Regions from separate parts of the Mus musculus genome. Here all the other regions are linked to region 6. Evidence: chromatin contacts called from public Hi-C and promoter capture Hi-C data. All regions are on one chromosome and are shown on one strand. The core of a region is the stretch at or near the end of the contact, and the rest is flanking DNA. Distances in the headings are between cores, read along the strand shown.

Region 1 (3,540 bases), core at 73-2,572, 440 kb before region 6:
GAGCGGAGCAGAGCAAAGCAAAGCAAAGCAAAGCAAAGCAAAGCAAAGCAAAGCAAAGCAAAGCAAAGCAAAGCAAAGCAAAGCAAAGCAAAGCAATGCAGAGCGGAGCGGAGCGGAGCAGAGCAGAGCAAAGCAAAGCAAAGCAAAGCAAAGCAATGCAGAGCGGAGCGGAGCGGAGCAGAGCAGAGCAAAGCAAAGCAATGCAGAGCGGAGCGGAGCGGAGCGGAGCGGAGCAGAGCAAAGCAAAGCAAAGCAAAGCAAAGCAATGCAGAGCAGAGCGGAGTGGAGCAGAGCAAAGAAAAACAGCATAAAGATCTGAAAGGATGAAATAAAACTCACTCTTCACACACAGTGTGACTATTTACATAGTAAATTTCCAGAAATCAAATTTGTAAAAGATCAATTTTTAAAAGGGGACCAATTCATTTTTTGTTTGCTTGCTTGCTTGCTTGTGTGACAGGCTCTTATCTATGAAAGCCATTGCTGTCCTAGAACTCACTGTGTACACCAGGCTAGCCCTAAACTCTCAGAGATCCACCTGTCTCTGCCTCCCAAGCACTGAGATTAAAAGTATGGGCCAACGTGCCCAGCTTATTAATTCCAGTATTTAAGTTGGAATTTGAGTTAAATTTGAGTTGGATTTTTATCATATACAATTGGAAGAGCCATCTGTTCACATATCACATGAAACATTTACTAGATGGCTAACATTTGTTACTAGTTAATATCTACACTGAGGATCCATCAGTAAATAAAGCAAAGTTCTTATTTTCAAAGTCGGTGTTCAGAAATGAAAAAAAAATTTTTTTAAAAAAGTTAAAAGCAGGAAAAAAATCAATGAAGATTTCTAGGTTGGGAAGAAAGGCCTGGGATAGGATATCTCACCAAATGAGGCTTTGGCCGTGGGAAGAGTTACAGGCCGGGAGCTCAAGGATCTCTAGGCTGGAACACGCCTGTGTCTTAGGCAAGCAGCGGGGCTGCTGTGACTACAGCAGAGCAGGAAGGCCGAGCGGTGAGGTCTGGGTCAGAGAAGACACCATGGCTTGTTACACTTCTCTGAATCACTGGCAAGCTGAGAAACACTGCCTCCACCTCTGAAGGGCTGAGTGAGGCATGTGTAAGCCCCGGATTCCGGTTGCTTTTCAGCAAGCCTTTCCCTCCTAGTAAAAGCACACGCACTGCCTTCCCAGCCTACTAAAACTCTGCTGTGTGTACAGATAACATTACCTGTTAAGAAGGTTAAGTAAGACAGGCCAGGGTTATGTAAACATTCACGCTCCTCCCACCAATATATCCACCAATTAAGGAAAGGCACTGCCGGCCAGTCTGACTCCTCCGTCAAACTCCGTCCACTTTGATCCACCACCAACACTAAAGCAGAGGTGAGAAGTTGGCTTTCTCTTCCATTAAGCGGGTCTACTATCACTCCAGCTGTGTGGGAAGCAGTATCTTTAGTGAGGATCCAATTTCTTTTCCTGGGTAAGACTTCCTGCAACAGTGCAGGTTTTCTTTATAAATGTTCAGCAAACAATACCAGCAACTTCAGAAAATGCTCTGTGAAGCCATGGGTGGCAGAGGGGTTTCTAAACTCAGAGTCTTTCAGCTGCCATGGGAGCACTGAGGAGGAGGTTGGGAGAGAGCACCCCCAGGACATGGCTGGCAGGGCAGCTGAGTTTTCAGCTTAGGCTTTTTGGTGAGATTTGGGTTTTAATAATGGCTTCGTATGTTTCCATGATAAAATGTTTTGGAAAAAAAAAAAAAAGCGAGTAGGAGCTTGACTGAACCCTGCTCAATGACAGATGGAAGTTCATCTTCTAACTATCCAGAAGTACACAAACTACCTCTTGAAAACGTCTTCTCTCCAGGACAAGGGATAATCTAAAGCAGTATATTGAGGGTGGGAATTAAGACAAGGTCTTTTTGTGGATGAGAACCATGGAGTTGTACTTTGCTTTGAGGCTGTGTATCTGCCGTTGTTATTTGGGCTAATCAGGGGGAAGGGCTTTGTGGAGATGTGGAAAGATGGAAGATCCCTCTGCCCTGCCGTCTATATGGACCCAAAGTTCTTATTTCAGATGAGACTTTAAGTTCTTTCAAAAGCACATCCATCCAGACAGTGGTGCCTCTCTTAGAATTTTTCTTAGCAAGATTTCATGGCTTAGTGTAAAATCTAGATTTGCCATGCAGAAGTGATCTTTTCTTTCACCTGCAAGGGATTTTACAGATAGGAAAGTGGACATTGTAAGACAAGAGCATTGTAAAAGGCAGGAACTGACTGAGCCCTTGTTGGGAAGAAAGAAATAGTATGGATTTGATGAAGGGGTGTTGACATTCCTTTTTCTATTAAAAAAATGCTTAAGATCATTTTAAGTCCCAACTGATTGATCAATTTTCTGTTCTTTTTAAAAATGTGACTTCTAAAAATGTTCATTGAGATAAGTCCTTTTTAAAAGCATATTCATTGACAATTGCATACATACCTAATGTATTTTGATCATATCACCCTTTATTTCTCTCTTCCACCTCCCTCCAGCTCCCCCCAAGCCCCTTCTTCTCCCTGAGAAGGCCCTCCCACTCCTACTCTCACATCTGTTCTGTACTCCCCGAGTTTAATGAGGGTTTTTGCATGAGCATGGGTGGGTGGCTATTTCCTTGAACACGAGTAAGTTATCAGTGGCTACACCAATGTACTTGTGAAAGATTCTGAATGAAGGAGAGTTTTGTATGGGGTTAGGGGAGGAACAACAAACAGTGAACTCTGATTCTGCTTGGTATCAGCAAGGTGAGTACACTGTATTTATCCCCAGTGTAAATACTTGCATAGTTGTTTAATAGTTTGTAAACTCAGAGAGACGGGATGGGTGCCCTTATGATGTTAACAGAAGTATTCTCAGCATTTGATATAGGCCTGTCTCAGGATGAATGGACGTACTGTTCAGTTGGGTGTGTGTATGTTTGAGGGTGGTGTGTTTCTCTGGAATGTGGAATAATAAATCAATCCAAAATGCTAGGCACAACTTGCCAGATTGCAGCAAAAATGATGCATTCCCTGGAGAGACTTTCCAAAATAGCCTTGTTTTCTCCTGCCTACCTTTTCATGTAACAGCACTTTTTTTTTACTTCATTTACTTGTGCCAGTCATGACACTAGAGAGGACCTCCTCTCTATCCCCCCAATATGTTGTCTATATGTGCAACATTTTAAACATTCAAGCAGTATGTATTGAGTAAATAAATGAACCATAGTAACTGTACTGGCTGGTCTTGTGTGTCAACTGGATACAAGCTGGAGTTGTCACAGAGAAAGGAGCCTCCCTTGAGGAAATGCCTCCATGAGATCCAGCTGTAAGGCATTTTCTCAGTTGGTGATCAAGGGTGAGAGAGGCCATTGTGGGTGGTGCTATTCCTGGGCTGGTAGTCCTGGGTTCTATAAGAGAGCAAGCTGAGAAGCCAGGGGAAGCAAGCCAGTAAGTAACATCCCTCCATGGTCTCTGAATCAGCTCCAAGCTTCCTGACCTGCTTGAGTTCCAGTCCTGACTTC
Region 2 (3,176 bases), core at 1-2,500, 260 kb before region 6:
TCTAGGAGGTGACTGGGACCCAAGCTCTATGCCTTCTCTCTAGTTGCTGTGGTCCTGGGTTGGACCTCACACCCCCACAGGAAGCCCTCTGCTGTCTAGGTGGGCTGGGCAGCAGGGATATGTAGAGAGACTGCTGGTATATGAGGCAGAGGTAGCCTTGGACATTGTAAACATGATTGAAAACAGTTCACAATGAGTGTAAAAGTTCTCCCTCGAGGTCTATGTCAAGTTTGCCAAGTTTGAATCTATAGACAAGCCCATATGAGTCACTACCCACAGCACTGTGCCTCTCTGCTGAGCCCATCACTGAGAACAGGTCTTCCTCAGCTACACCCTGGTCAGGCCTTTTGTATGGGAGCTTGTCAGGACACTGGCCTTTGCCAGTCTGCTGCTGGTCAAGGGGGACTCTGTGAGGGACTCTGCCAGTGAATCTGAGGCCATATGCACCATAGAGAACTTCCATGCTTATTGTCCAGATGCCAGGCCTTCCTTTCTTGCTGTTCAGAACCATTCTTCCTCTGCAGCAGTTGTTGGTGAAGCCCCTCAGAAGGGCCTGGTGGATTTCTGCCTATGTATCATCATCTTCTCAACCACATTGACTGTATGTTTGCACTGACCACAAGTTGATCTCCAGAAAATAAGCCTGCACTGTTCTCTTAACATATTCTAGTAGTCTAGTGGTGATTGGACCCATTCTGGCCCCTTCTTTTGGCCTCCAAGGATCATGCTGATCCCCACCTTATTCTAGATTCTGTGGGATTGCTGGAATCTTCCAGGAAATCACCTTCCAGGTGTCAATTCTAATGGATGACTGACCTCTAAGTTACTGCTTGAGGGTTTTGTCTGGCCTGAAGAGTTCCAGGTTAAATATTCTAGAGAGAACTAGTTGGATGTTGAAGTGAAAGCGTCTGCAGGGTGCCAAGGAAGGAAGGTTATGGGGGTGCTCCTCTGTAACCTTTCAGTTGCCCCCATCCTTTTAGCTATTGTTGGAGGGGGAAGGGCCATCTAGCTGGAGTTTACGCAGAACTTCTCATTCTCACCAGAAGTAAGCAGGGAGTTTTAAGTAACTGTGGCCTCCTCTCACTCAAATTGGCAGCATTCCTGCTGAAAAAGATCTGCCCCCCCCCCCCCCCCCGCCTAACTCTTGCTGGCCCGTGGTTTCAAACACAGGGACCCCAGATGAACCTGGGGCTCATCTGGCCTGAGGCCTTCAGGGTGGGTACAATGGCATTGTGTCATCCTACCCAACGTGGAGCAATACCTTGGCGAATAATGTGATTGTTTGTTTGCTTTGTTTTGAGACAGAGTCACACTACTTAGCTCTGGCTGTCCTGAAAATTCACTATGTAGACCAGATTGGCCTCAAACACATACAGATTTGCATGCCTCTTTCTCTCAAGTGCTAGGATTAAAGTCATGTGCCACCAAGTCAGGCACACTATGTGATTCTTAGGCCTGCTGTTGTCCCCCACAGCTGGCCCAGTGGCCTGTATTTTGCAGCCTCCATGGCCCAGGCATTTTGTGTGTTCCCTTGGATGATGTAGCCTCAGGTAAGCTTGGACTGCACATAGAACAGGGGTGGACACGAGTTCTTGTCCTTTAGGCCTTGGACAGACCTCGGTTGGAGACCTGACAAGACTATGTGGCCAACCTTCCTTCTGGACACATCTGGCTTGATGTCTCTGAGCATCTGGCTTAGTCTGGCCTGTGACCCACCAATGCAGCAGTAGGCTGGCTCTAAAGGAGAATATGCTATGGGCTTTTGAGCAACTTGGATCTCCCTTTGTCCCCTGCCTCAGTTTGAACTTTCCTGTCCCCAGGATCCAGGCTCCTTTTTGGCAGTAAAGCCCCAAGAGGAAATTCAGAACAAAGTGCAAGGAAGAAAGGTGACTCATCTGTCCCTGGACCATGCCCTGTCCTGGCACAGCCCCAGGCTGACCTTAACCTCTTGTAATGGTGAACATCCCCAAACAAAAGCTTAAAAAAAAAAAAAACTTCTGAAGTCACGCCCTGTTTTGACCTGTTTAGGCTTCTGTACCAAAACAAAGGAACACTGGTGACTGTGTGGTCCTTAAACAACAACCGTTATTTCCTACTAAAGCAAACAAATGAAACCCCAGGGCCTTTCTGACAGTTAATCTGCCTTTAAGGCATCACTTTCTCTAAGAACCCCCCCATCCCACCCCACCATCACCACCCCAGCATATTCCCCAGGGTCAGAGTTTTGGGCTTACTTCTATCCTTCACTTTCAAAAAAGCCATCCCTTCCGACTGAAATGTCCTTCTTTGAAAGCCCCTAGTCATGTTACAAAATCCCAGGCAGTTATCAGAGCTTCAGACCTGTCCTTTTCCTGTGGCCTATGGATGGATTCTTTACAGGTATGACGAGATTTTTTTTTCTTTTTAGTATGGAATAAAGTTTATTTAAGGCATGGGGAGGAAGTTGAAAGAGTAATAGAGTCAGAGAAAGACAGAGTGAAGGAGAGAATAGAGACGTGGGGCTGGCCATGACCACATGGAGAGTGGGTGGGGGGGGGGGGATGGAGAGCAAGGGGGCAAGAGGCAAGAGAGAGGCAAGAGCTTAAGAGCAACAAGAAATTTTAACAGGAAATTTGACACAACCTAGAGATCTGGCAAGAGGGAACCTCAGCTGAATAACTGCCTCCATCAGATTGGTCAGTGGCTGCATCCATAAGAGACTGTCTTGATTGATAGGAGAACACCCAGTTCCACTGTGGACTACACCCAGAGGAGCCTGGGTTATATAGAAAAGCATGAGCCAGAGAGAGCAAGTCAGTAAGCTGTATTCCTCCACAGTCTCTGCTTCAGCTCTTGCCTCTAAGTTCCTGCCCAGAGTTTCTGCCCTGACTTCTCTCCATGGTTGGCTGTTGTAGTGAGAAATCTAGAATTTTGGCTTCTTTAAAACCACAGAAATACTATAGAAAAGTGTTTTGTTTTAATCCCACGTGTGGGATACGGGGCTGTTTCTCAGCAACTGACTACAATGTGCCTAGTGCTCTAGTAGAAGCATGGTTTTGCCAGCTGAAGGTAGTTTCTGTGGTTGTGTGGCTTTTGGAATTCTGATGGTATATAAATGCTAGAGCCCCAATAGGTTGGTGGTTGGTGGTCGTTCATGGGGGCTGGCTGTGTATTGTTAGTATTTGTGCTCAAAGAAG
Region 3 (3,368 bases), core at 1-2,500, 460 kb before region 6:
CACCAGAGCAGCAGTCCGTCTGTTTCTTAGTCAATCACCCAGTGGTATCAGCTTATGCAGATGCAGATTCAGTCCCCAAACTGCCTCCTGCCTTAGGATTCCCCTTGGCTCTGAGCAGCAACAGAGGCCCAAAAAGGAAGAAAGGTTCACTTTGTGAATTGGGCCTCCTTGAAGAACCACTGTGGTTAACGATACCACTGGAGACCTTGTTGGTATCTGTGGTCCATACTATGGCCCCGGGCATGTTATAAGATCAATGTGGTCTTAGGCAGTCTGCACCTTGCCTGATGCCTGGGACAGGGTGTGCTGGTGGTGGTGGATGAGGTGGGAGGGGGCCCTGAGACCATGTTGAGGCCCATGGTACTGAAGCCCATGCAGATGTATGTGGTCTGGTAGAGCTGGCCCTGTCCCTCACCAGCCCACACCACTGTGGTACAGGAGGTGGCATGAGTGCAGAAGAGCTGGTCACTCCCCTCTCTAGTGACCTCCATGGTCTCCTCGGTTGATGGCTTCTAGCATAGATGCAGGCTGAGAAAGGCTCCTCTCTTGGGGACTGACCACTAAGAATTTGACCTGCTCCAGTGAGTACATGGACAGCATAAAATAGAGTTGGATTTTTTTTTTTTTGATAGGCACCTCACAATGTATCCAAGGTCACCCTCAGACTGGTATCTCCCTGGCTCTCTACCTCTTTAGTGCTGGAATTGCAGGTGTGTGCCAATGGCCCCTGGTCGGCCTTCCTTTCTTTCTTTCTTTCTTTCTTTCTTTCTTTCTTTCTTTCTTTCTTTCTTTCTTTCTTTCTTTCTTTCTCTCTCTCTCTCTCTCTCTCTCTCTCTCTCTCTCTCTCTCTTTCTTTCTTTCTTTCTTTCTTTTTTACATACACACAATATTTTATTTAGCCATAATGAAATTGTCAAACTTGTAGGAGAATTGATGGATCTGGAATTATTTTATGCTGAGCAAAATAATCCAGACTCAGAATAACAAACACTGCATGTTTTTCCTTATATATAAATATAAAATCTAACTTTTGATGTTTATATAAATACATGTATATATGGATATGTAAATTTGTGTACATAAATGTGGATATAGGTGTTGAAACTAGAAAGGGCACATTAAAAAGAGGATTGAGCAAAGGAGAAGTAATAAAACACATGAGACAGGAAAGAGGGGCTACTGGGAGTGAAAGGGTACACAAGGGGCCGGGGGTGGGGGGGGAGGGGAGGATCAGCAAAAACGTGGAGCTTGCTCGTGGTTCCCAGTGGCGAGAGGAGGAGGAAGCCCGGAGCGGAGCGGGGCGGCTGGGGGGGGTGGACCCGCCGCGGCTGCTGCTGCCACCGCCGCCGCCGCCACCACCGCTCGTGGGGCTCGTGGCGTGAGGAAGGAGGACGAGTGAGACCCCGGGGCGAGCGGGCGGCGGCGCCGCTGCTGCTGCTGCTGCGGGAGGGTCGGCGGCGGGACGGCGATGGCGGATATCGACAAACTCAACATCGACAGCATCATCCAACGGCTGCTGGAAGTGAGAGGGTCCAAGCCAGGCAAGAATGTCCAGCTCCAGGAGAACGAGATCCGAGGACTCTGCCTGAAGTCTCGGGAGATCTTCCTCAGTCAGCCTATCCTTTTAGAACTTGAAGCACCACTCAAGATATGTGGTGACATCCACGGGCAGTACTATGATTTGCTCCGTCTGTTTGAATACGGTGGCTTTCCTCCAGAGAGCAACTATTTGTTTCTCGGGGACTATGTGGACAGGGGCAAGCAGTCCCTGGAGACAATCTGCCTCTTGCTGGCCTACAAAATCAAGTATCCGGAGAACTTCTTTCTTCTCAGAGGGAACCACGAGTGCGCCAGCATCAATAGGATCTACGGATTTTATGATGAGTGTAAAAGAAGATACAACATTAAGCTGTGGAAAACGTTCACAGACTGTTTTAACTGCTTGCCGATAGCAGCCATCGTGGACGAGAAGATATTCTGCTGTCATGGAGGTTTATCACCAGATCTTCAATCTATGGAGCAGATTCGGCGAATTATGAGACCAACTGATGTACCAGATCAAGGTCTTCTTTGTGATCTTTTGTGGTCTGACCCCGATAAAGATGTCTTAGGCTGGGGTGAAAATGACAGAGGAGTGTCCTTCACATTTGGTGCAGAAGTGGTTGCAAAATTTCTCCATAAGCATGATTTGGATCTTATATGTAGAGCCCATCAGGTGGTTGAAGATGGCTATGAGTTTTTTGCAAAGAGGCAGTTAGTCACTCTGTTTTCTGCACCCAACTACTGTGGCGAGTTTGACAATGCAGGCGCCATGATGAGTGTGGATGAGACCCTCATGTGTTCCTTCCAGATTTTAAAGCCTGCAGAGAAAAAGAAGCCCAACGCCACGAGACCTGTCACACCACCACGGGGTATGATCACAAAGCAAGCAAAGAAATAGATGTCACTTGACACTGCCTGGTTGGGACTTGTAACATAGCGTTCATAACCTTCCTTTTTAAACTGTGATGTGCTGGTCAGCTTGCCCAGGTAGACCTGTCTGTCGGGCCCTCCTCCATTTGATTACTGCTGGCACTTGCTGGTTATAGCAGCAAGCCAAGCACTTCATTCTCAAGAGAGCATTTTGTTTTGAACCTCTGTTCCCTTTGTGGACAGCTCTGATGATGGTGTTAAGCTGTACACCCTGGCAGGTTATCCTGTCTGAGGAGAAAGTGTACAATTGATCTTTTTTTAATTTAGTATAAGTCATGAATAATGTAAATGCCTGTTTTCTTTAGGATATAAAGAGAGCCTTAGAGTGCGTGAGTCTCTACATGTAATTGTCATAAATGCATTCTGTTGATACAAACCACTGTGAACAATTTTTTTTCCAGTTTGTTTGAAAGGGACTGCTTTCCCTCATTGTCTTGTCATGTACAAACTAGTGTCTGCAGCTGTGGCAGCAGGAGTGACCTGCCTGCCGCCAGCCCTGCCCAGACTATCTGAAGCACACTCCTTCCCACTGCACATTTAATAATGATTAAAGCCATTCTTTTCAATGTCTGTGATTCCTTCCTAAAGCCAAAGTTTCTGTTGGACTGTATGGCACGCCCTGGGGATGAGGTGGCCAGGGCATCGAGGCTGCGTGCGCAGGCCGCCTCCCTCCGTGGGGCCTCAGAAGCAGGTTATTTTAACTAGCAATAGTGGTATAGTGCTGAGTAAGCTATTAATGATGGAAGTTAATGACACTTTGTACAGTTCCCATATAGTCTATTCACTGAGTGATCTTTTTACAGTTGGATCAGGCCTGAACCCGTCCATTCAGAAAGCTTCAAATTATAGAAACAACACTGTCCTATACGAGTGACCGATAATGCTTTCTTTGGCTA
Region 4 (3,427 bases), core at 284-2,783, 410 kb before region 6:
AATAAACTCATTTACACTGCAGTTAGAATATGATATTAAAGTAATAGCCCCAAACAGATGGCAAAATCATCTCTAATGTACGGTAAGTGGAGCTGGGTGTGAGGGCCCCACACCTGGAGGCTCAGCAGTCAGCAGGCCACGGCCAAACTGAACTGAGGGACAGCTTACAGCACACAGCAGGACCCTGCCTCAAACAACAGCTGCATACTGACTGAAGGAAAGGAGGGCTAGACTTTAAAAGTCCTAGGTCCTTGTGCGAATGGCCATCCTCTCTTGAGTTTAGTGTCCATTTTACCTGAGCGGGCTTCACAAACACTACTCTTACCTGTTCACGTTTTATAGTAGTACCGAGGAATTGACTATAAAGATGTATTTTTCAAGCCTTTGCTATGTACCAAGGGGATGATGCCTGTGCTTAAACTCTAAAAATGGAGGGGAGAAAGATTACCAGAGTACTACTGAAAGGTAATCTATGATTAAAAACAAAAACAAAAACAAAACAAACAAACCTCCCAACAGCAATACACTGCAGTCCAAAGAAGGGAAGATCCCAAATGATGACGAATACAACTTTAAGTAGACAGACACCTGGAATAGTTATTTTGGCTATTTGAAAAAGACAAGACGTGAGGCCAATGTAGGGATTTGGAATGAAAAACTAACATTTACTAGTCACTTCTTCAGCAAATATTTAATTAGGATGGTGACTTCTTTTAAACAATTCTAGGTGGTAGACATGTCTGCAACCTGTATTTTATGCAAGAGAAAAGTAAATGATTTGCCTAAAGATGGCCATAGTATGTTAACCTTTGACAGGACTTTTCACGCTTGAATCCTATGCTATTCATTAATACATCAGATAGGGGTTTTGTTTTGAATCTGGTTTTGTTGTTGTTTTGAGACAGTCTCACTATTTAGCCATCGCCTGCTTGAACATCACCATGAGGACCAGGCTGGCCTCCAACTTTCCATGCTGGTATTGTAGGTCCATTCCACTATGCCTGGTAAGTTTGATACTGTGTCCACAATCTCAACAAATGTGTACAACGCATCCAAAAATCTGTGCACAGCATATTCCCCCCCACCCCCCCCCAAAAAACCTGAGAGAGTCTGTGGTAATTCTGACAATAAAACTGGACTAGGCAGGTCACTTGGGCGCAGTGGCACCTGCCTGAGAACAGTGTGCAGAGCTGTCACGTTCCAGGTCCCAGGGGTCTAGAATGAACAGACCTGATAGAGCATGCCACGGTAGGGAGGACCCGGGGTTTCTCGGGCTCCTCCAACTTGTCGCGAATGGCGACGTGGGGCCCGAGAAGACCAGGGCCCTTTTCAGATCCAGACCAAACGACTGCGGATGAACACCGCCCACCCTAAGGGGAACCCCCTAACGTACCGCGCCAGTCTCTTGGTCGCCATCCCCGGACCCTGGGTTTCGCAGAGTTCAACGGCCGGAAGTCGGACGCCCCCACTTCCGGTCTGTTTAAACGCCGGCGCGGCAAGGGAAGCGGGCGCTTGTAGAGCGGCGGCGGCCGTCGCCAGCGGTTTGTGGGCGTTGCATAGGGGGCGGTTCGGGACCCGGGGGCGTGGACAGAGGCTTGAGGACCGGGAGCCCCTCGCTCTGCGCACGACGCGCCTCAGGGAGCGCTTTAAACTTCGCGACGGCTTAAATTGAGGAAAGGAGGCGTAGGTCTGTGGCCTTTTTTGCGAGGGCCAAGAGTGGTAAACTGGTTTGAGCCGCTTCAAGAGACAAACCAACCGTCACTCCTGTCTAGCGCTTTGCTGGAGAGAGGCCGCGACACGGTTTCCTGGTCGCCGCGGGGTCCTCAGCTCCAGCTGATCTTTCCCCTACAGCCTGATGGAGCAAGAGAAGGAGGAGGCGAACTCCAGGAAGAGGAAGGAGGCCCCGAACTCCTCGGCCTCGGCTACAGAGCGGGATGGACCTCCTTCGCATATTCAGGACCGCGAGCCACAAGCCAAGGTGAGCAGAGGAGAGAGCCCAGCAGGCTGGCCCGAAGTCACTTGTGGCTGGGAGTCACTTTCGCCAGCACCCGAAGGGTCCCTGCCGAAGGGTAAGGGCTCACCCACTGACCTCACTCAACTCTGCTCCCTTGGTTGTACCACCTCGTCCAGGCTCTCTCCATAGTTTAAAACTGACTTAGTGTCTGGTACACAGAATATTCATTTAACAAACATTTATTAAGATCCGTATAACAAAATATTTCAGGAATATCCATGCACACCTAAACAGGATTCTCTTGTTTTTATACAATATTTATGAAGAAGTAAAAATGAATGGTCATTTTGATGGGGAATTTATCCTGGGGAAATGATTAGATGGAGGAATGATACCAGTAATAAGAATGTTTGCCCTAGTATTTGTATTTTTAAATGTTTCATCGAAAAGAGAATTTTAAATATAAAATTTTCATTACATATTTAAAAATGCACTTAGCCTGAACCATTTTCTCATGTTAAAGTTGTGGTTATATAACTGACTGATAGGGAAAAATATAGATTAGGGTGGGGATGGTTAGAAAGCAGATGGATGTTTGTAAAGTCCCCTGGGTTGGAAACGGTAGTCCAGAGATTAAAAAGCTTGATCTTCGGAGGCTGCATTCCCGCTGTGGCTTTTAAACCTCTTTCTTCATTTCTTTGTTGTAAAATGGGAGTATGGTGATCCCCACTTAAAAGTTCTAAGAAATGATGTAGTACAAAGAAATTTCTCAAAACTGTGTGGCTAAGAGTCAGCAGTGTGGCTCAGTAATAGAGGACTTGCCTTGCATGTGCCCAGAATTCAGTCCCTAGAACAGAAACTCAAAAAAGTGGTTAATAGTAAATACCTAACCTTAGCTCAAGGCCATTGTATAAGTTAGGGTCTCTATTGCTGTGATAAAACACCATGACCTCATAACCAAAATCATCTTGTCTAGGGATGGGTTTATCTCAGCTCTCATAGCCAGATCACAGTCCTATTCACAATTCTTCACTAGAATTCAGGTCAAGAGCCAGGAGGCAGTAACTGATACAGAGGCCAGGAAGGGAGGAGGACTGCCTACCACTTTGCTCCTCAGGACTTGCTCAGTCTTCCTTCTTTCTTTCTTCCTTCCTTTCTTTCTTTCTTTCTTTCTTTCTTTCTTTCTTTCTTTCTTTCTTTCTTAATATTTTTTATTAGGTATTTTCCTCATTTACATTTCCAATGCTATCCCAAAAGTCCCCCATATCCTCCCCCCACACTCCCCTACCCATCCACTCCCACTTTTGGCCCTGGCATTCCGCTGTACTGGGGCATATAAAGTTTGCATGTACAATGGGCCTCTCTTTCCAGTGATGGCTGACTAGGCCATCTTTTGATACATATGCAGCTAGAGTCAAGAGCTCAGGGGTACTGGTTAGTTCATAATGTTGTTCTACCTATAGGGTTGCAGAT
Region 5 (3,618 bases), core at 339-2,838, 340 kb before region 6:
GACCTTTGACCTTTACGCATGCACACTTACGATGCCCACACTTAATATGTATTGAGACTGATGTGAACTATCACACTTGGATCGTTACATCGCTATAAGTTAACTTTTTTTTTTTTCATTTTATAAAAGCAGGAAAATAATAAAATTCAGGGAGTTGGCTTAAAGTAACCAGTCTGACTCCACACTCTCTGATCTCTATCGCTGGCCTTGCTTACTCTTCTCTGCTATGATGTGTGTCAGGGCATGCCAGACCCCTTGGGAAGATAATGGTGCACCAAGAAGAAAATGTTCTTTATCAACACATAAATGTATTCCAAAGGGTGAATCTATATGCAGAGTAAATTCCAAGGACACCTTGGACTCTCATCCAGGACTTCCATAAGCAATGTATCCCTTCAACAAACCATTTGGCCTCTCTGAGTTTCTGTGACTCCAACATTAAAACAAGGGGTCTTCACTTGTCTTTTCAAAGTATAATATTCTGGGGCTACCTTCACATCATTGCCATTTAAAGGAAACTGCAGTTCTAATCTGGAACCCTCTGAAGACAAGAAAATTTCCTCCTGTTATAATGAATTGCTCCCTTGCTTCTTACAAGGAGAAAAACAAGTGACTCCAATCTGAACAATGGGTGATAGACACCACACCGTGGAGTTTACTGTCTTCCCTTTCCTTCCTCATTTTAGACCTTGACTGGAGGTAAGCAGTTGTGTCCCACTCCCCAAGCCCACACAACCCAGTAAGCAGCCCAGAGTAAGCTGGCTATTTGCTGTACCTAGTTAGGTCAACAAGCTTGCTCGGAGGAATGCTGTATTGGTGTTGATAGGGAGCCTGCCACCCCTTGTGAAACAGGCAAGTGCTATACCAAAAACAGGTCAACCAAGTGTCAGATCTGCCCCAAGACTGTCTTAAACCACCAACCCAATGTCCTTCTCCATGGTCAGTCTATTCTGCAGCAAGAAGCTACCAACACTGGCATTCCCACATAATAGCAATATGAAATTCATGTTTCCAACGTCCATCTAAACAGTTTGTAGAGCTGAGTCCATGTTCTTACTTCTTGTTGTTTTTGTTTGTTTGTTTGTTTTTTGTTTGTTTTCGAGACAGGGTTTCTCTGTGTAGCCCTGGCTGTCCTGGAACTCACTTTGTAGACCAGGCCGGCCTCTAACTCAGAAATCCGCCTGCCTCTGCCTCCCGAGTGCTGGGACTAAAGGCGTGCACCACCACACCCGGCTATGTTCTTACTTATCAAATACTAAAGACCAGGACCTGAGAACATGAAAGCCTCAGTTTTTCTACAGCAGCCAGAGGCTGAGCCAACCGTGCTGGCAGAAGCCATCCTCTAAGTCTTTAAACAAGACCACAGAGACTCCTAGTCCCACCTGGCAGCTTACAGGTTCTGAGTGGCCTTTTCAAAAAAGACTGCAAAGTGTGTCCTGTCCAATGGTAACAGCTTCTAGAAGCTTGCATACATCATGAGGAAAAACTGATAGCTTGCTCCTCTCACTGGGAACTTAGGCTGGAAGATCACCTTCAGAGAGTAGATCTTGCCAGAGCTACTTAGTGGGGAAAGCAGTTTCCTCTGCCAAAACAAACAAGACCCGTCTGTTTCTATGCCCATGCTTTTAACAGTGTCTTTGTCCTAAAATGCCCTATACTAGCAAGCAAAAACTGCAGGTCCAGTTAGAGCTGGGTAAGACTTGCTATACCAAACAATCTCAAAAATGCAAAAGGAAAGAGGCATGAAGGAAGGAAAGATACAATATTTTAAAAAGGAAATATGTGCAGTAATTATATTTCTAGGAAATAACCTTGAGTCACATGACCAACACCTTCCAACTTGACCCAAGACCGTTTCTTTACTTTCATTATTGTCACTGGTCCTTAGGTGTCACACCTTAAACACAATCACATCCTGTATAATGACGTTTCTATCAGTAATGGACTATAATCACGATGGTGGTCCCATAAGATTATTATGTAGTTCTTAGTGCCACCACAGCCACCCCAATGCTGTGGAGAAAGTGTTCACTTGTTCATGAAGATGCTTACACAGATGAACACCCTATACTGCCAGATGTATAAAGTACACACAGCATATATACTTATGTACCGACTATAATATTTTAACACAGTTACATTGTGGCTACATACTGTCGATGTTACTTCTCTGTTGTTAAAAGGTTGCTGTGTGACTCTGGCAGCAAGTTCATACATATCACATGTAATATGTCCCCAGACTAAATCAAGATATGAAGTGAATGACACTAGCGGCATCCACACAATAACAAACGCATTCAGAATCCATCCCCTAAGTCAATGACTAGATACTCATGAGACAATATATATAATTAAGGCCTGAGGAGTGAAACCAATGCAGCTGGCTAGTCTGAGGGATACTTGTCAAATAATACAAGCATGCCAACACAGGTGCATACCATATACACAAAGTAATGAAGCATTTTGGTCTCTAGGTTTTAGAACTGAGTTGCATGTTTACCCAAAATAACCCAAAACTGTGCCTTCTCATATCACTGGTCCACAGTCCAATTTTTTGCTTTTTCCCCCATCACAACTATTTTAAAGTAAGTCTGACTACCTACACATGTGCAAAGGGGGCATGCTTAGGAGGGCAGTGGATTTCTGGGTTGGCCACTGTGTTAGTTGCTTTTCTAATTGATGTTACCGACAGAAGGAACTTAATGGGATGAAAGATTTATGTCGGCTGTTCCAGAAGATACAGTCAGTCCACCACTGCAGCAGGATGTGCGTAGGCAGCTCCTCACAAAACGGCAGATGAGGGAGCAGAGAAGTTAGCCTGGGATCTGGAGCACACATCACCTTAAATCCTCACTCCCAGAGACCACCTCCTGCTGGCAAGGCCACGGTCCCAAATGTTCTATAGCTTCCCTAGTCACCTAGTGGGCACCAAATATTCAAACACATGAACCTGAACACTTCAGATTCAAATTGTCACTCCTTTGTCTCTCTCAGTTTCCCAAGGCATTCCTTGTTTAAAGGCAGAACTTTGTCTTGAGTTTGTACGCCCTGGAACTATAATAAAAAAATGGCCTGCCTGCTACACTACCTCTATGTGTACAGGCTGTTTGCTTCCTTGGGATGGTAGCTCAGTAGACCTCTCTGAAAGCGAACTGCTGATTATACATTAATTCCCTGCTTCTAGGTAGCATATGGGTATCTGCCACTGAGGAATTTAGCTGATTATAGCTAATTAGTCCTCAAACATCTGGTTAACACATGGACTGTTCACTTTTTGGTCACCTAAAGAGTTGAGAAAAATACTTAACTGAAGATAAGATTACATTTTTTGCATTTAGTAAAAGGCAAGAAAGCAGATTGTAAAATGATTCAAAAGATGAGGAAACAACCTGATACAAAAATGATAAATGACTGCCTGCAAATGCCTTAAAAGTATACTTAGATGATCACAAGTGCACAGCTGTGGTTTCTAGAGTCATGTGACTTCTAAGTCTCAAGTTCATCACATGGTAAGTGATCAATTTCCTAATGCTTCCTCATTCTTTATAGAGAAAAATCTAACTCCATTATAAGACCACACATACCAATTCCTTCCTAGAGGCCCATGATGGAGGCTGA
Region 6 (3,462 bases), core at 290-2,789:
GTGTGTGTGTGTGTGTGTCCTGGGACACAAAGCAAGCAAGCAAACAGATAAAGCAGTAGAACTTAGTCCAGCCTTGCTTCTTATTAGGGGGTTCAGTTGAGCACAGCTGTTGCATCCCTGAAGTGGGGTAACAATATCATGTTGCTCCTGGGTAGTTTTAATTGTACAGGTAATGTGCTTAGAGTTCCACATCTCCCCAATTGCTCGGTAAATGTGAGTTACTGCTCCTGTTATACCTTGCTAGATGATAAAGATAGATGTCAGGAAGACACCCACAGGTTACTGTGTCTTTTCCTCCATACAGGGAGGGCTTCAATGAATAAAAGTCCCTTCAGCTACTGCTTTAGTTCAAGCTGCGCACTTGGTGTATCTGAGCGTGTTACAAGACCATAAGCATGAACAACAGGATCGTTACTTCTACAGCCACACACTCGCCACCGCTATAGGCACAAGCGGCCCTAGAAACAGGTGCTGTCACGGATCACCATTGATGTCTCCTGTCTGGTCGCTTGCAATCATATTACTTCTCACTAGCGTCTAGGCTTAATTCTGGGCCCAAGGAACACTCTCTATTCCAGGGGAGGCTTCCTCTACCCTCTCTGCCCCAGAGGAGAAGAGACTGCTCACCGCCAGCAGGGAGCCATTGCTGGGATCAAAGAGAAGCACCGATGCCTGATGGGAGGGGACCGCTGTGTTGCTGTGGCCCTCATAGAAGGTGACTAACTTGGTGGTGAGCGCATCCTCAGCAGCACTGTAGGCAGGCATGACTCCCAGGAAGCTGAGAGAGAGAGAGAGAGAGAGAGAGAGAGAGAGAGAGAGAGAGAGAGAGAGAGCGCAATTTCAACTCCTTCCAGTCAATGCTGAGTGTTCAATGAAGTCCCGTTCATCTTCCCTCCTCCATTAATGCTGTGCTGGCACGCCATTCCGTTTGCGCTCATTCCTCTGCCCTTCTGCCCTTCCCTGAGGCTGGACTCACGGTCTGGCTCTGGACCAGAAAGCCATCACACAGCTCAGCCACTTCTTGGCTCTGTAAGCTTCCGCAAATCGCTCTACCTCTCAGTTTTCAACTAGCAGAGCAACAGCCCTGGTACCTCCCTTTCCAAGGACAGGGAGTTGAATTACAGCAGGTGGCACCTGAAAAGCGCTTTCTTGGTAGAAGCCCGGTGGGTTAGTGCCCCTTAAGTAGCAGCTGTTATTAGCAGAGATCAACAAGCCCTCTCCTCCCTTCTCCTATCGCTTTCCTCAGCGTCCCTTCGCGCCTTTCTTTCCCCTTTCTCCCATCCCCTTCTGGTCCCTTACACTCACCCTCGGTGCTTGGCTACAGGCACCACGGTGCGCACTGGCTGCATGACCCCTCCGTCGGGACCTTTGGAGAAGTTGGCCAGTGCGGCCTCCAGGGGTGGGATGAGAAGGCTGGAGCTGCGAAGGTGATCCTGCACCTCCTCTGCGCTCAGGAACGCTGGCGCCCGCTTCATCTCGCCGCCTGCCTTCGAACCCGGGCTGAAACACACTCCACGTTCCAGGAGCTGAGCCCTAAATGAGCGGACTGCCTGAGTAGCAGTGTTGGGCGGGCCTCCTGGGGCGGAGCATCGCCGCCCCTGCCGCCCCTCGGGCCGCGCCCCTGCCGCCCACCCCAACTCCTTGGATTCCAGGGCTTTCTCCCTAAGATTGGAATCAAGGCGGCAGGCTGGGAGTGATGATTCTTGAGTCAGCTGTTCCCATTCCTGTAATTAGCCAACTGACATTCCTGGGCACGCTGTGTGTGTGTGTGTTTGTGTGTGTGTGTGTGTGTGTGTGTGTGTGTGTGTGTGTGTGTGTGTAGAGGACTTTCTGGTTCCACCTTGCTCTTCCACACCAGATCCCCTGGGGGTAGTATTGTGAGAAAGGCAGATGAGAAGGGGCTTGGAGGGTTTTGTTATAGTTTTAATTTTGTCTATTTCTGGAGTTTCTTCTATTCCCAATCTCCTTCCCACACCACCCCTAGTCCTTAACTGTTGCGTTAAACGTAAAGTTGACCCAGGTTAAACAAAACAACCTTCACCTTGAAGTCTCAGACAAGGGTAATGGCTTCCATCATGTAAAGAGCCAAAATGCAGTCTGTGTATTTGTTTTCCCCAAGGAGTTCATATTGTATTTAAAAGCAGGACTCTAGGCAGTGATGCCTAATGTTCTACTATTGATGGAGTAGTGACGCCTAACCTTGACCAGTAATTGGAGAAAGTGCTTCCGGGAACTCAAAGAAAATAGACTATTCTGCCCCAGAGTGGTAAGGTGTCAGGAAGGAGCAAAGAAAACTAGGGCTGCAAATACTCATAGCAGGAACAGCCTATCTCGTTTGACTACATCAACAGTCACCGAGGTATGCAGATGCTCTTGTTAGCTCCAGGGTTTGTCCAAGGTCATCCTGGGAGTCCGCAGCAGTTAGGTTTCATTTGGGGCATGTGTGTGTGTGTGTGTGTGTGTGTGTGTGTGTGTGTGTGTGTGTATGTGTGTGTCATGTGTGCACATTTCCAAGGAAGCCAGAAGAGGGCATCAGATCTCCTGGAACTGGAGGTTACAGGTGTAAGCCACCCTACATGGATACTATGAAGTGAACTAGGGTCCTCTAGAAGAGCTCCAACAGCAGAGTCATCTCGGCTGCCCGTTTTGTTTTGTTTTGTTTTGTTTTGTTTTGTTTTGTTGAGACAGGGTCTCACCTAGGCCACCCCCGGCTTCAAAATTCCTATGTAGTCAAGGCTTGGCCTTGACTTCCCAAATGCTAGGACAACAGGTGTACACCACCAGAGCCAGCTTTAATTTTTATTACTATTAAAACAATACAACTATTATTAAGTGTAGTAATGACTTTCGAGAAAGACTACTATTAATAAACTCAGTAGTAATGTAGGGGAAGCTGCTGCGTCTCTTCCCCGCCTTCCCTGAAGCAGTATCTCTGCCTGGGGAAATTTTCTGCTGCCCCCTACAGATCTAGAAAGAAGTGGGTCATGTCACTTGCTGCTCCCTAGACTGATACCAACACACTAAAGGTGAGAGTGCAGCAAAACAGTCCAGTCCCCAGGCTGCAGCAATATCGAGTCAGCAAGGCTTACTGGACACACAGAGTAGGTAAGCCAATGCTCAAGAGAAATATTAAAACAGCAAAAATTAAAAGATAAAAAATAAAAAGATAAAAATTAACCAAAGGAGAACAACAGTGAACAATATCAAAAATTAAATAGAAGTTAGAATAGCGGAGCTTCTCTTTTGCTGTGGATGGACGGACTCTAAGACAGCTTCTAAGCACATACGTACACAAAAAGATTGGAAATGTACGAAAGTTTTTATCTGGACCTCTGAGTTCTGCTATCGCTTCAACCGTCTTGCTGGCTTTACTACGAGAATCTCTGTTTCTAAAGGAGTGAGCCAAACTCAGTAGAGTGGAAAAGGCTCCAGAGTGCACAGGGGCTACACTCAGGCGGCTCC

The links. Promoter capture Hi-C pulls out the DNA fragments that hold promoters and counts their contacts. Hi-C and Micro-C count contacts between places; a contact is called where the count stands out from the background. Capture Hi-C pulls out chosen DNA fragments and counts their contacts.
Region 1: a contact with region 6 is called in a promoter capture Hi-C map of pancreatic islet. The contact joins the promoter of Acsm3 here to the promoter of Crym in region 6. A contact is called at or near these places in 3 of 484 Hi-C or Micro-C datasets (Sertoli cells and embryonic stem cells), 2 of 115 datasets of contacts at active chromatin or transcription factors (embryonic stem cells and kidney) and 2 of 9 other capture datasets (macrophages and pancreatic islet).
Region 2: a contact with region 6 is called in a promoter capture Hi-C map of liver, with 3 times the contacts expected there. The contact joins the enhancer-like site here to the promoter of Crym in region 6. A contact is called at or near these places in 3 of 39 promoter capture datasets (liver and stem cell-derived epiblast-like cells), 1 of 484 Hi-C or Micro-C datasets (liver), 1 of 115 datasets of contacts at active chromatin or transcription factors (pancreatic cancer cells) and 1 of 9 other capture datasets (liver).
Region 3: a contact with region 6 is called in a Hi-C map of Sertoli cells, with 2.6 times the contacts expected there. The contact joins the promoter of Ppp1ccb here to the promoter of Crym in region 6. A contact is called at or near these places in 5 of 39 promoter capture datasets (embryonic stem cells, hippocampal neurons, liver and 1 more), 1 of 15 datasets of contacts at CTCF or cohesin (embryonic stem cells), 9 of 484 Hi-C or Micro-C datasets (Sertoli cells, embryonic stem cells and nephron progenitors), 1 of 115 datasets of contacts at active chromatin or transcription factors (fibro-adipogenic progenitors) and 3 of 9 other capture datasets (adipose tissue, embryonic stem cells and liver).
Region 4: a contact with region 6 is called in a Hi-C map of cortical neurons, with 2.4 times the contacts expected there. The contact joins the promoter of Eri2 here to the promoter of Crym in region 6. A contact is called at or near these places in 3 of 39 promoter capture datasets (embryonic stem cells and neural stem cells), 3 of 484 Hi-C or Micro-C datasets (cerebral cortex, cortical neurons and nephron progenitors), 4 of 115 datasets of contacts at active chromatin or transcription factors (astrocytes, embryonic stem cells, forebrain and 1 more) and 4 of 9 other capture datasets (adipose tissue, embryonic stem cells, macrophages and 1 more).
Region 5: a promoter capture Hi-C map of liver shows a contact between it and region 6, with 4 times the contacts expected there. The contact joins the enhancer-like site here to the promoter of Crym in region 6. A contact is called at or near these places in 6 of 39 promoter capture datasets (embryonic stem cells, hippocampal neurons, liver and 1 more), 1 of 15 datasets of contacts at CTCF or cohesin (embryonic stem cells), 35 of 484 Hi-C or Micro-C datasets (the AML12 cell line, Sertoli cells, brain and 16 more), 12 of 115 datasets of contacts at active chromatin or transcription factors (astrocytes, cardiomyocytes, embryonic stem cells and 2 more) and 2 of 9 other capture datasets (adipose tissue and embryonic stem cells).

Annotation. Positions count from the first base shown.
Region 1 is chr7:119,759,601-119,763,140 of GRCm38.p6, forward strand. Acsm3 (acyl-CoA synthetase medium-chain family member 3) reads left to right here and starts at 1,323. Exons shown (of 15, transcript NM_212442.2): 1 at 1,323-1,382.
Region 2 is chr7:119,939,826-119,943,001 of GRCm38.p6, forward strand. All of the region lies in intron 53 of Dnah3 (dynein, axonemal, heavy chain 3), which reads right to left. Among named protein-coding and RNA genes, the nearest start is that of Lyrm1, 46 kb to the left of the region's middle. Within about 2 kb of position 1,251, at least 19 of the 459 cell types and tissues checked have an H3K27ac peak or open chromatin away from gene starts, as enhancers often do. A contact at or near this core is called in liver, where this site is marked.
Region 3 is chr7:119,738,660-119,742,027 of GRCm38.p6, forward strand. It overlaps Ppp1ccb (protein phosphatase 1 catalytic subunit gamma B), which reads left to right and starts at 1,251. Exons shown (of 2, transcript NM_001370947.1): 1 at 1,251-2,411; 2 at 3,276-3,368. The coding sequence starts at 1,469. The coding sequence ends at 3,346. Gm39080 (a long non-coding RNA gene) reads left to right here. Exons shown (of 4, transcript XR_869910.2): 4 at 633-831. It also overlaps the pseudogene Gm19963.
Region 4 is chr7:119,792,525-119,795,951 of GRCm38.p6, forward strand. It overlaps Eri2 (exoribonuclease 2), which reads right to left and starts at 1,534. Exons shown (of 9, transcript NM_027698.5): 1 at 1,394-1,534. The coding sequence starts at 1,416. Rexo5 (RNA exonuclease 5) reads left to right here and starts at 1,598. Exons shown (of 20, transcript NM_001370778.1): 1 at 1,598-1,687; 2 at 1,852-1,978. The coding sequence starts at 1,856.
Region 5 is chr7:119,864,768-119,868,385 of GRCm38.p6, forward strand. All of the region lies in intron 1 of Dcun1d3 (DCN1, defective in cullin neddylation 1, domain containing 3 (S. cerevisiae)), which reads right to left. It also overlaps a transcript of Rexo5 not described here. Among named protein-coding and RNA genes, the nearest start is that of Dcun1d3, 29 kb to the right of the region's middle. Within about 2 kb of position 1,589, at least 19 of the 459 cell types and tissues checked have an H3K27ac peak or open chromatin away from gene starts, as enhancers often do. A contact at or near this core is called in liver and second pharyngeal arch cranial neural crest, where this site is marked.
Region 6 is chr7:120,200,450-120,203,911 of GRCm38.p6, forward strand. It overlaps Crym (crystallin, mu), which reads right to left and starts at 1,540. Exons shown (of 8, transcript NM_016669.2): 1 at 1,306-1,540; 2 at 628-778. The coding sequence starts at 1,475.